Regions from separate parts of the Zea mays genome. Here region 2 is linked to region 1. Evidence: chromatin contacts called from public Hi-C data. All regions are on one chromosome and are shown on one strand. Each heading gives the region's core, a stretch centred on a gene start, on an enhancer-like site or on the middle of the called end of the contact. The rest is flanking DNA. Distances are from core to core; before and after follow the strand shown. Region 1 holds the start of LOC103629829 (a long non-coding RNA gene). Region 2 holds the start of LOC100304355.

Region 1 (6,808 bases), core at 2,348-4,847:
AGTCATCTCCGCCATGTCGTCCTCGCTTCTGTCGGTCCATCGGCGGTCATGCTATCGACACCTCCACAGTCTTCCCATCCTCCAATACATTTTATCAACTGCTCGCGCGATAGGGAAGGCAGAGGGTGGGCATGTCGTCCTCTCCTCTACACCACGTCATCCACGACGATGGTGGAGGAGACTGCTTCAGTCGCCATTCGTCGGTCTCCGCTGCTCCTCCACACGCTTGGTCGTCGTCTCTACGGTTGGCAAAGGTATGCATAACCTTTTCCCATCAAAGCTTCCTAGATATGTGTGTTATTCGTGTTAGGGTTTGCATCCGCTCCTCCATATTGTGCGCTCTCACTCCATAGCTTCACATTAGGAATGGAGGTCGTCGATTCAGGTCGAGTAGGAGCACTCTATGGCTTTGCATTGCTACTAGTGGTCCAATATTCACACCTTCACGATTTAGTGGATTTCCCTCATCCATATCTCCACTGACGTTAGAATATTCCTTATCCCGTCGTCATGAGGTCTTACTACTTTTGGTCTCTAAATTGTATATGCTTTTTGGAGTAATTTGCTTTGTTTCGATGCCTACATGTTAGCTTCGAATAAAGCTACTTTCCCTGCAGCTTTGAAAAATAGTCGCTAAAAAAATCAAGTGATCCATTCTACACTCATCTTTGTTGTATTATTACACTAATATTTTGCTTCCACCATGAAATTTTAATATCTTATTGGAGTTTGAATAAAATTTTATGTTTCAATGTCTTTATTTTAGCTATCTCACATGTGGTGGTCCTGTAAACTGTCCAATTTTTTTAAAAATAAAAACAAAATGGAACCCTAAATTAGGATGGTTAGCTTCCTATTCTATGTATACCCTTTTTCACTTTTCTTTTTCTTTTGGAAAAAAGTAACTAAGCGTTCGGGCTCCTTGCTTTGTACTGATGTAAGTTTCCATTAGGCAATCACAACAATTCCACAAGGAAGCAGGTCATAAGCTGGAGTCTACCTTGCTCCTCCTTTCTTTCTTTTCTTTGCACCCATATCCTTCCTCTTTGTTTTCAAAATTCTTTTGTTAGAAGAGCCATTTAACATATGCAATATTGTTTATTTGTGGAATGGCAAGTGATGGGAAATACTAAGATTATAACATTGTAGATATTATCATTTGGCAGGTTACCATAGCCCATTACCTATCTTGAAAGGATTGAATACTCAATAATCGTGGCGAAACAGGCGGTGTCGATATACTCAATTTTTATATTCTCATAAACAAGATAAACTTTATCCTCCCTGTATAGCTTAACATGATGTCCCTCCATACGTACTTATGTATCAATGCATTGTTGGTTTACTATTGTTCACATTCTTAATTAGCTTATAGGTCACGAATCTCATTTGTTTTCCCTTGCATTTTCCCATGTTTACAATTGTTCACATTCTTGATCAGTTTATAGATCACAAATCTCATTTGTTTTTTGTTGCATTTTCGCAAGTTGAACAAGTGTTTCGAATCGTCAACAACTCGTTTGAACAACCTACGACCTCCGTTAGGAACATGTATGTTTTTTCCAACAAACAATATGTTATCTATTTATTTTCCACACTCATGACAACCACATATATCATTTTTTACTTGCTATTTTCTGCATGGTCACCTGCTATTTTCTAATCGGAGCAAGGTGAATCGCACATTCTGTAAGTTCTATTCGAAAGAGGTATTTTCTATACAATAAACACCATGGCCACACCCTGTGTATCCACTTGTGTATCTAAACAAATTACATATATGTATATATGTACTTTGAATAAGTGCTCAATTATATAGGATTGATAACGATGTTATACATGAATAAATATATGCATAGAGATCCTACAATATAAATGCACATGTATACACACATGTTATTGAGTACTCGGATGGTATTTGATCTTTTCAAAAACAAAAAACGGGTGAAGATTGTTGTGTTTTAATAGTCTAGATGTGCTTTTAACCCTCTTTTTATACAATTGTGGCATCATTGGTCTAAGTTGGTTACTTCATCCTTATGGCTTAGATTCTAATTATCCAACAATGTCAATTTATATGATCTGAATTCCATACTGCTGTTTGGCATAAAGAAACTACTTACATTCCAAAATATAGGTTGTTTTTAGTTTTTTTAGATATGTAATTTTATCATGTATAATAAAAGGCTTAACATGTATCAAGATGCATATAGCACCCAACAGACTTCTACATCTGATACTGAAGAACATAGATCCAAATGTAATGCTCAAGAAGAAATCACAAAGGTACAGTTCCTCCACCTTATTCCAAAAACTAATAACCAGAAAGGCATAAATGCATCAACAAAATGAGCACATAAAAAAGCCCACTACATTTTTCCTTCTGCAGGACCAAACAGCTAGCATCAGGCAACTCAAAGCAAAAGACAATATGCCTTTATTTGAATCTCCTCCAAAAAGGTAATACTTCTACATTATACATCTACTTGCACAAACAGCATGAACTCAGGTTACAATGCACACAAATTAGAAAACTACTATATTTACACAAAAAAATACCACCCATTTGCATTTACACACTAAGTGACCAAATTCTATTAATACTTGCTGCTTCACAAAACATACATACAGGCTAAAGAAAGGGAGTTCCCATCGAGACTAAATGTGGTTGCTCAAAATCGAAAACACTATATGTCTGACATGCTCTATTTTGTCAACTTCAATATAATCTACTCTGAAGTATAATTGTCTCAGAAAAGTCAATCTGAACTTTCTTTGATAAAATATGCATCTGAATTATGCAGGAGTGTCAAAAAAGCACATTTTTGTAATTTTGACATGGGATATTTTGTGGTCTTGAGGAACATATAGACCAATATGTTGATACCTCAACAAGTTTGTATTTATGACTAATCCGCTGTAAAAGTACACTTGATCCACAAAGTCCTTGAAAACTTCCTTTCAACGCACAATCCTTTTTGTAACCACTACGACCTATTGTAACAATATCCAAACTCAGCATCCTACGTTTGTATATTCCAATATTTCAGTACTGCACATATAAGCATGCTTATATAATTATGTATGTATTATGTACCTACTTCAGGTATATTAATAGACCTATATATTGCTTATATAAATCTAAAATATCACTTTGTTTACTATCTGAATACATAAAATCAACTATTTAATCATATTGTTAAAATACTCGCGTGGAGTACGAGCAAGTTACTAGTCATGGCTAAACTGCTTCGTTCTGGTGAAACAGAGTAGTGCTATGCTTGAGAAGGTCACCTTGCATCAGGATGAGGATGATACCTGAGTTTGCCCAGTTTGACGAAATTGCTCAAAGGTACAGAACGAACGCGTATAGTTCAAATTTTAAATGAAAACATATGTGAAAATTTTAAGCGCATGTAGAGAGTCGTTAGAGATAAATTAGAAATATATGTGTACGTACGTATATACACTAAATCATTTCTACTTGTTAGTGCCTACGAATAGAATTTCCAACTCCGACGGAGGATGCTTCTGCCCTGATAATTGTGGCCAGGGACGAGGTTTGTGTTAGCCCAGGAAGCCTACCACGTGAGGTTGAGGCCCAAATACAGCCCAACAGGAGGAAGGGCCTCATGCTTGTTTTCCTTCTTTGTCTGTAGCCCAACAAGCCTGAGGTTTTCTACAGTTCTGCTAGAATTTTGTGTCATGAATCTGCATCGTTTGTCGGTTCATATCGCAACGTTTTCTAAATAACAGAACAGGAGCACAAGAATTATATATGCACGTAGATATTGAGATTTAAAGTTACGAGCACTCACGTTGAGACAAGAAACTAGGGTGTCGTTTGGTTCACATATTTATAACGTAATGGGTAACTGATAATGTTAGATTATGTTTTAGTACCAACTGTAATCAGATATCACACTAGGAACTAATACCAACTTATTCAAGTTTGTTACCACCGGTAATCGAGTGTGAGTCATTATCGTTAACATTTACATTACATTTAGATTCGATCACTTTTGAATAAAGTAATCTAACCTAAATCAATTGGAAAAACACAGAAACAATATAAGATGAAAAGTAAACACAACTTTGACCACTTTTAATGAACCTTCCTGTTGGGGACTCGTTCTCAAATGCTATGAATTAAGAATAAGGCAACATAAAATATTAAATATTAAATCCCTTCGTCCTTCGAAGCATTATTTCCCTTTGGATATAATGGATTTCGGACGAAGGCTATGAAGGTCACACCTTCATAATCATAATGAAAAAGTAAAGAAGATTCATGCGTAAAATAATATGATTACTTTAACCATTAATTCATTTTCATTTATTTTGCTTATATAAACAACAACAGCAAATGTACCTTCGGTTTGAAGGAAAGTAAAGGGTACAAGCGTGATGCCAATGCCAAGTCAGCGTGAACAGTACAGGAATACTGTTCATCTATTTATAGGCACGGGACGCAGCCTGTATAAAATTACATTAATGCCCTTTACTTTTATCAATAACTCTATAGTAATTCTTCGAGGACTAATTTGGCTTTTCATCTTTAAGTCGGTTTTCCCTTTCTGCTGTCATGTCGAAGCTCCTCTGCACATAGCTTCGTGATCGTTTCATCCTTCGTCATGATCGTCTTCCATTTCAGTCAAGCTTCGTCTTGACCATGCTTCTGTATACCCGCAACCTGATTCCAAAGATACCGGCTCGCATACTTAGAAAACATTGTCAAATCACGTTTTTGAGGACCTTCGGAAGCCGAAGGCCCCCAACAGTAGCCCCTCGCAATATTAATTTGCTATAATGATAAATTCATATTGCGATATGGACGAAGGCCTTAAGCCGAAGGTCCGAAAAAACACCTTCTCTTTGCTAGAATAGCAACAGTCTTTGACAAGCGGGACCCTCCAGTTTTAACGCTCTAGGCGTATAAATAAGAGCTCATCCCGAGTTTATTTGGCACACTCTGTTGTCAACTGCTTTTACTCACCCAACCTTTAGCCTGCGCGCAACAACACTTGCTTGGCCTTTTAGATTTTAAAGCTTCGATTTCGAGAGCACTTTCTCAGCGTTTGCAAGGATGTCTGAAGATAAAAAAGCTGTTGGTGATTCGAAGCTAAGTCTTTCTGAGGAGATGCATCTAGGTTTTCTTCAATCAATGTCGAAGACTAATACAGAGAAGATTACTAAAGAAATTTTGGAGGGTTTATCTAAAGATACTGGTGACAGTGACAGCTATGATGTGGATAGTGGTGGTGAAGACTCCGAAGATCGACCTTGGCGACCAAGCCATGCGGTTTTTGGCAAATCAAGTATTAAAGAAAATCATCTTGTCAACATGAGGGGCAGATATTTTCGGGACTTGTCCGTTGTGAGGGCTGATGAAGGAGAAAAGACTTGTCCGAGTCATGAGGAAAATGAGGTCGTGGTATTCCGAAGCTTCTTGAAAGCTGGACTACGATTTCCCTTAAGCAGCTTTGTTGTAGAGGTACTGAAGATATTTGAAATCTACCTTCACCAACTTACCCCCGAAGCGATCATAAGGATGAATATCTTCGTGTGGGCCGTGAGAAGCCAAGGCTTGGAACCTAATGCGAAAAGTTTCTGCAACATACATGAATTATTGTACGAGACAAAACCCTGGGGTAAGGAACAGTATCACAACAATTTTGGCTGCTACAGCTTTGGCTCCCGGTCTGGGTCAAGCTGCCCCATGCCGACCTTTCGAAAGAGGTGGCCTGACGACTGGATGACGGAATGGTTTTACGTGAAGAATGACTTGAAATCACGAGAAGATATAAAGAAGATCATTATGCGTCCCATCTGGCAACGCTTCGGCCTGCGGAGGCCGAAGGTGGAAATGAATGAAGCAGCCGAAGAATGCCAGAGAGCCTTCGGTGTTGTTTGTTCTTTTATTGGGACGAGGGATTTGGTCCAAGAACACATTGCCTTCAGAATATGGCCACTTGTGGAAAAATGGAAAATGTCGCAGGAGACCATTAAAGAGACTGACGAAGGAGGACTAGTCAGGCTGAAATACACTTTTAAGTTCGGAGATAAATTCGTTGAGCCAGATGATGACTGGCTAAAAAGCATTGAAACTGTAAGTGATGAACTGCTTGGGGTATATTCAAAGGCTGAAGATACTGCATTGTCAGTAGCCTTCGGAGGCCGAAAGAAGAAGAGGCTGAACCGAGTATTTGACGCAATTGGGTTCGTCTACCCCGACTACCATTATCCAGTGCGGGGTCAAAAAAGAAAGAAAATTTCCTCTGCGAAGGAAACTACTTCAGCTGCTCCTAGTGAGCCGGCGCCGAAGAGGAAAAGGGTAAAGGTTCTCACACACCGGCCACGTTATATTGAACTGGCCACAGTGCCTGAGTTTGCCGGCGAGACCTCTTCGGCCACCGAAGCTAAAGAATCAACTCAGCTGCCAGAAATCGAAGAATTGGCTGAAGTGCCAGCGACAGAAAAGATGGAAGAACCAAGGACTGAAGAAGCAAAAACATTAGAAGTTTTAAGTCCTTCAGCAAAGATTGAGACAGGAAAAAGCCAGAAGGGTCCAACAGTGACCCCGAAAAGAAAAAGGATGGTTAATGTGTTAGATGTTTTGGAGACAATTAAATCTTCAAGCGTAACTCCAATGAAAACTGTTGAAACTTCTGAAATGTCTACTGAAGCCTTTGTTGCTGAAGCTTCGAAGCAACAATTTGAAACTGAAGCTGGGCCTTCAGAGCCCACCAAGGTAAAACCTTTGGAAACCGAAGAAACGAAAATTGCAAAGGCAGCCGAGAAAATAAAA
Region 2 (6,453 bases), core at 1,555-4,054, 160 kb before region 1:
GTCTTCATAGGTGGAAGAGACTTTGTTAAAACGAACTAAAGTGTTTCTCTGCTCATATTCCAGTGTTTATTTATAACATGCCTTTGTTTTATTATTTTGGTTTTTTAAATGTCATGCTTATATCCTGGTTTGGATATCCAGTTTAAAGACATCCCATCTATTGGACGCTCCATCACTAGCTGCAATAGACAAAACTTAGAGGCAATTACTTATCTCAATCTTACTTCTACATTTATATTTCCCTCTTGTGTTTTACCTTTTGCTTATATCCTTTGCGTGACATAGGAGCCATTTCCACTATTTCATCTATTAAAACAAGTAAGAAAATAGAAAGGCTTGGAAGCAATGGTGTTCCACCCAGAACAAGCCGACTCAAGGTATGGCATGGTCTTGTCGGCCCCTGTGGCAGCACATGGCCTTCATTGCTAGCTGCACTGATGTGAGTAGCGACTTTTTGTCTACTCTTTGCAAAACAGTGAGGCAACGAGTCAGGAAGCGCACCATGGTCGGATGAACGAAGAAGAAAAATCTGTTGCATGGAATGGATGTATGTTATTAGATTAAAATAACAAAATTTATGTATGGATAGAATCACAAATGAATTCTGAAACATTTTCTCATAACAGTATAACGCACACATGTACATAAGTTATCGTGTTGTTATACGGTTCCGTTGCAACGTACGGGCACTCACCTAGTCATATAATAGAGAATAATCTCCACCTTGGATTTTTAACATATTTTTTATGTTATTTTTATATTGTCATAAAATGCACTCATAATAAAAATTCCAGCATGATGCATAATTTAGTGTCATATATTTTTATTAATTGTTTTTAAAAGGTGGTGTTCACATGTGATGACAAATGGATGGATACACTCATATAAATACTCATATAAATAAAGGAAAACACTTTTCTGCTTTTAATATGATCTCTAACAAATTAGGTGTTCCACATACTTTGGTGGAAGGCTCTCCTTTTTTTCAGGATGATGAGGCGCACACTTAGGGATGCCTTATCCGTGTCGTTCGACAATGCTGGAGAGTCTTAGTCTTAGCATAGGAAGGTCTCCAGAGTAGCTTCGAAAATTTTGGAGCGATCAAGGTTTCGATGCCTTTAGCCGGCAGTATAGATGGCCATATGGCACTAACACGGTGGACCGACCCAGGCACGGCACTAAAAAGCACGGCCAAAGCACGTGTAACACCCCAGATGTTTATATTCCGCTCGACAACGAGTATGAATTTAAGCACGTAATATCAGTGGATAAAACAGATGCTAAATTTTAAACATCTTCGCCTATCGCGATTTTAATATCGCATCTGTTTCGTCTGTCGCGAGTGCGACGTAGTTTTATTTTTATCTGTCTGGGCTTTTCCAAAATTTTCGTGATGTTCGGAACATCGTTGTTCCGAAAATCGGTGCGTCCGGTGATTATTTAAAATTTATCGCTCGCGCGAATACGAATTCGGAAGCCCAACTCACTTTGATGATTTTTGTCCGAAACAAGATTTATTAGAACTCGACGACAACAATATTGATGCAAAATTAAATCGGACCAAGATAGTTAGAGCCGATATTGAGTAGTCGTAATTAATCTGTTTCCCGTTCAGACTTAGTAAAAAAACCAGAACCCGAAATTGTGTGTTTTGGTACAACTTGTGAGCTCTTTTGTGCATGGTCTATAGAATTGCGAGCCATATTCTTTATAGCAAATTTAGATACCAAGTAATAGTAAGTAAGTTTCCTTAAGAAAGCATGGTCTGTTGTTGCTCAGAATTGGGATAAAATATGGTTCGAAGATCAGCTGTCAGGTGGGTTGTGGTCTGAATTTGGTCCAGTCATCTGAATTTCAGTAAAAAGTGCCAAGTTTGGAGCTATCGACTGTCCTTTCCATAGAGTTATAGATTATGATCACCATGACGAAGTTGTATAGCTGTCATAGGAGGGCAAGTTCTATTAAGTGATCTGACCAAAGAACTATATGGAATTGAGAGAAAAAGGGGCCCAAAACCTTGCTGTCAGATTCTGTTGTTCTGAAATTTGTTCAGGAAGTTAAAGTGCAGTTTCAGCATTGTTTATCAAACTGCAGAGCTCTGTTGTGACTGATCCATGATGTTATGGCCTGCACTCTCTATAGAAAAGTGTTAGAGGGTAGTGTGGTGAGTAATTTGCATTAAGGTGGATCCCCCTGAACTAGGCTAGAAATGGGAGAAAATGGTGTCTAAAACATGCTGTCAAACTTTGGATTTCAGATTTAGTGCAGTTAACTGAAACTGAATTTTTAGTGAGTGTTGCTCAACTTTGGAGCTTTCTAGTGCTTAATCTAGGGAGGTTGGGTCTACGATTCTTATAGCAAACTTGAAGACCTAATATAGAAGAACAACTTTTACTAAGCATGATTTCTATTTGCTTGCTTAGAATTGGGAGAAATTCATGTTTTAAAACGCTCTGTCAGGTAAGTGGTGGCTGAACATAGTTTCAGTTAACTGGAACTTATTTCTGTATTGGGGAAACTAGCGTTGAGGATCTTTCATTCTTCACGTAGTGGAATTTGGACATTAAAAAGTGTTCAACTTTTTATTTTGGGAATTTAAAAGTGAATTAGTGAAAAGAAAAGGAGAAGGAAAGATCATGTCATCCTTATCATGGGTCGCCGCTCAACAGGAGATATTTTTCCAATCGTTCGTATCCTTTCGGACAAAGTGCTGTGCACCAGTTCCAGATCTGGAAGAATTCCTGCCGCCCACCAGACTCCACGTTCCTCACGTCTTCTTCCTCCCCAGCACTCTCTCATTCATGTCACCTCTTTTCCTCACTATCCCTCTCTGTTCCCTCGACGGTCAGGCCTCTCCTTAACCGCGGATGCCGATCTCTGCCACCAGCGCACGGTAGACCATCATCCTCCTCCCTTTTGCTGCGTGCCTAGGTCAGACCTCACCTTGCCACCGTGTCGTAATATCTCTGGCGCATGCGCCCAGCACCGCGCACCGGGCGCTCGGCTACTCCTTGCCTCATCTACACCAGGTCATGGCTCCCTGATGTACTCCCCATTCCGGCCATCGATCCCTGGTGTTGGTGCTCCCTTTCTCCTGTGCTCGCTAGGTATTCGGTGGGACGCCTGAGCCATATGATTGACGTCGTTCTTGTGTATTCGGAATTGATTGATGTTGGTAAGATGAATTGTTATTTCCTGCTATTGAATTAGCGAGTAAATTAGATAAATAAATTAGTGGTAATGATTCTTTGTCCTTAGCAGATGTGCTCTGGGATAACCTCATGATCCGTAGCAGTGCTTGCGTGCTAGTCCATTGAGTTATACATGGAAGGATTCTGTCCTCTCTTTTGTTTGTAGATATTGTGGTGGTATTAAGTATTTGTTGTGCTTATATTAGATGATCGTTGAAGTGCCTCGCCATAAAGTGTTTGTTTAGTTGTCCCATTATTTATAATGATACGACAAAGTCTAGGTTTGAGGTATGCTCTAGCTTAGGGAAATATAGAGCGTATGCATAGTTGTGATTTCTTTTTTTAAATAAATTAAGTTGAACAGGAGGAACTCGAGTGTTGAACTTGGTATGTATAGTTTGCTATTTCTCGATGTTTGAGTTAGAACCCGTGGTCGTCATTGTTGTACTCAGTCATTTGTGGCGTCTAGTATTTTCTCACGAGTGTTGCAGCACCTCGTCATTTTTCTTAATTCTATATTGTGTGTAATATGTTGTGTTACTCTTCCTTATGTTTGTACATGTGCATTATGCATCTCATCAGGTACGCTAGTTGATCACGTGATATGGAGGACTAGAACCGAGTCGACCACAAGATGTTGTTAAGCGCGAGTTTCTTCGTAAGGTGATGCTGATGGATAAACTTAAGGATGGATGGCCTGATCAAGTGCCAGGACAAGGAAGATCATCAAGAGATCGTCGTCTAACCAACACTGACTTAGTGTTATTCCAGGTAAGCCCCGGTGCATTTTCCACCTCCTTGCTGTTTTAAAATTTTTATCACCTTGTTTGACGCATTAGGTGATAGGAGTTGTGTGCTAAACCATTGATGCATTTCCTTCCTTGGAAAATTGATTACCCTTCCTTGATACCCTTTTATGAAATGGATTTTTGATGCTTAGCCTTGCTTTAGAAAAACAAAATGTTTTGTTTTAAAACAAAAGTGATGCTACAAATTGGATGGGAAGTTTTCAAAAATAAAACTTGATGGTGAATCCATCATGGCCATGATGGATTCAACATCGGAAAAGATGTACCTATGCCAGGTACCAAACTTTGGGTTTAAATAATAAAGCTGAGACCGGACGGGTGACTTGCACGAGAAAGGAGTCTTGGTGTAGTGTCTCCGTCTATGTCAATTAAGGACCATACCGATTGTTGGCCTGCTGATCTAGGACCCTTTATCTGGCCACATACCTCGTCATGGGTAAGCTTGAACCCGACTATTCCATACATGAAAAGACAATCGCGCACTGGGAGTGGAGAGATGGCGAGAGTGGCACGTACCCTCCTGGCAAAGGACTGCCTAAAAGGGGTGGTGTGCTCTCGGGTGGCGCGGACCTGTTCATGTGGTGGAGGATCCGTGGGAATGGTAGACATGTGCAAAAGAGTTAAGAGAAGCATATGTCGTGTGGTTGGAGATCCCCAGCTGGGTATTAATCGATTTGGATCGCCGAACTTCTCGGATATGAATACTGGATCTTCGACCCTCATCGTAGATAACAAGCGAAACAAAAGTTGGATTTTAAAAGAAAGCTAGTGTAGGACAAGTGAATGCTCTAGATTAGGCAAATCTAGATTCAGGAAAAGTACTTAACTTGTGATGTAAAATTTTGGCTTAAGGACCCACTTCTAGTAAGCTTTTATGCAAAAAGAGTCTTTGAAACTTGATGAGCCTTACCTTGAATCCCTCTAGCCAGCATACCCTTGAGAGTCTTTTCTTTAGTCGGGTAAGTCTTGCTGAGTAATTCCGTACTCAGGGTTTTATTCCCTGTTGTTTTTCAGGTTTTACTTTGTGCTGCTGTTGATGGTGTTAAGTGCCGGTGGGCTCGGCCTTCTTATAAGTCTAAGTAACTCTTCTATACTTCTTATTGAGGATGGTCACTTGAGCTAGCATATATTTCAAACTTATAAATAATTTATAACATTTCAAAGTTTATCACTTTGAACCACTTTTGTAACCACTCCGATAAATATAATGTAAATTTGTTGTAACTTGTAAAATTTGGTAATAAGATTTCTGCTGCAAAATGTTCGTGTGTGATTTGTGTTTACTTAATCTTGCGATCCTGGTTGTAAGTGGTTTATCTGGGGTCCCTGGGACACTCAGACATATCCTATTAAGTTATTTAGTGCACATGCATAGCCGTCTGAGGTCTTTGAGACAAGGGTAGGTGCATGTGGGGCCAATAACTTGGGAGGTTCTGCCACAACACGACACGACCCGGTCCATATAATGCCAGTGCCATGCCTGGGCCACCAGCTCGGCCCATAGTGTCGACCCAAGCCGACACGGTTAACTGGACTGGCACGGCCCAGGCGCCAGCGCGGCCCAGGCCCAGCTAGCTAAGCGAAACGCGCCATATGCCCCCGCCCCCATATCCCAAAGCCGCGCCTGCACAACTAAACCCTAAACGTCGTCACGAAGCTGCGAACTCCTCCCCCGGTCCCTCTGCCTCCGCTCAGCGCTCAGGCTCAGATCTATCCTCTCTCCGCTCCGGTCTCCCTCTCCTCTATTCGGTCTCCGGCTCGACGGCTCTCCCTCTCCCCCACTCTAGCCTCAAGACCTCAACAGAATTGCGCGTTTGTGGAACCGGGTAACTCTTATCTGTAACCCTAGCTCCGGTCTCCCTCTCCTCTCCCATATCTTCTTCTCCCCCTCCGGTGTCATCTACACCAACTGGCTGAAACTGGCACACGGCACAACATCATCCTCGTCTACCTCATCGTCTCCCTCGAGCTCATACGCCGTCGGCTGCTATGGTACTCTGGATTCAAATCCGTCAAGGAACCGGGTGGCCAGATCGATTGTTCGTCGACGGTCGACCGGTCAACGTCGCCTGCGGAGATCTCGGTGCTCCAGCTTATTAGGCAACCCTAACCCTAACCTCTTTTAGTATGTAACCCTAGCTCTGGTCTCCCTCTCCTCTCTCCTATCTTCTTCTCCCCCTTCGGTGTCATCTACACTAACTGGCCGGCACTAGCACACGACACAACATCATCCTCGTCTACCTCATCGTCTCCCTCGAGCTCATACACCGTCGGCTGCTACGGTGCTCTAGATTTAAATCCGTCGAGGAACCGGGTAGCCGGATCGGTTGTTCGTCGACGGTCGATCAGTCGACGTCGCCTGTGGAGATCCCGGTGCTCCGGCTTATTAGGTAACCCTAACCTCTTTTATTATGTAACCCTAACCCTAATATTGTATTCCTATTGTAGCCGTT

Evidence for each region. Hi-C and Micro-C count contacts between places; a contact is called where the count stands out from the background.
Region 2: a contact with region 1 is called in a Hi-C map of ear, with 2.2 times the contacts expected there. The contact joins the promoter of LOC100304355 here to the enhancer-like site in region 1. A contact is called at or near these places in 2 of 25 Hi-C or Micro-C datasets (ear and tassel).

Annotation. Positions count from the first base shown.
Region 1 is chr6:115,529,105-115,535,912 of Zm-B73-REFERENCE-NAM-5.0, reverse strand. It overlaps LOC103629829 (a long non-coding RNA gene), which reads left to right and starts at 100. Exons shown (of 4, transcript XR_002263165.1): 1 at 100-254; 2 at 2,187-2,286; 3 at 2,390-2,460; 4 at 3,492-3,761. Within about 2 kb of position 3,597, at least 15 of the 20 cell types and tissues checked have an H3K27ac peak or open chromatin away from gene starts, as enhancers often do. A contact at or near this core is called in ear and tassel, where this site is marked.
Region 2 is chr6:115,691,139-115,697,591 of Zm-B73-REFERENCE-NAM-5.0, reverse strand. It overlaps LOC100304355, which reads left to right and starts at 2,804. Exons shown (of 3, transcript NM_001165793.1): 1 at 2,804-3,175; 2 at 3,774-3,962; 3 at 6,449-6,453. It also overlaps the pseudogene LOC103629832.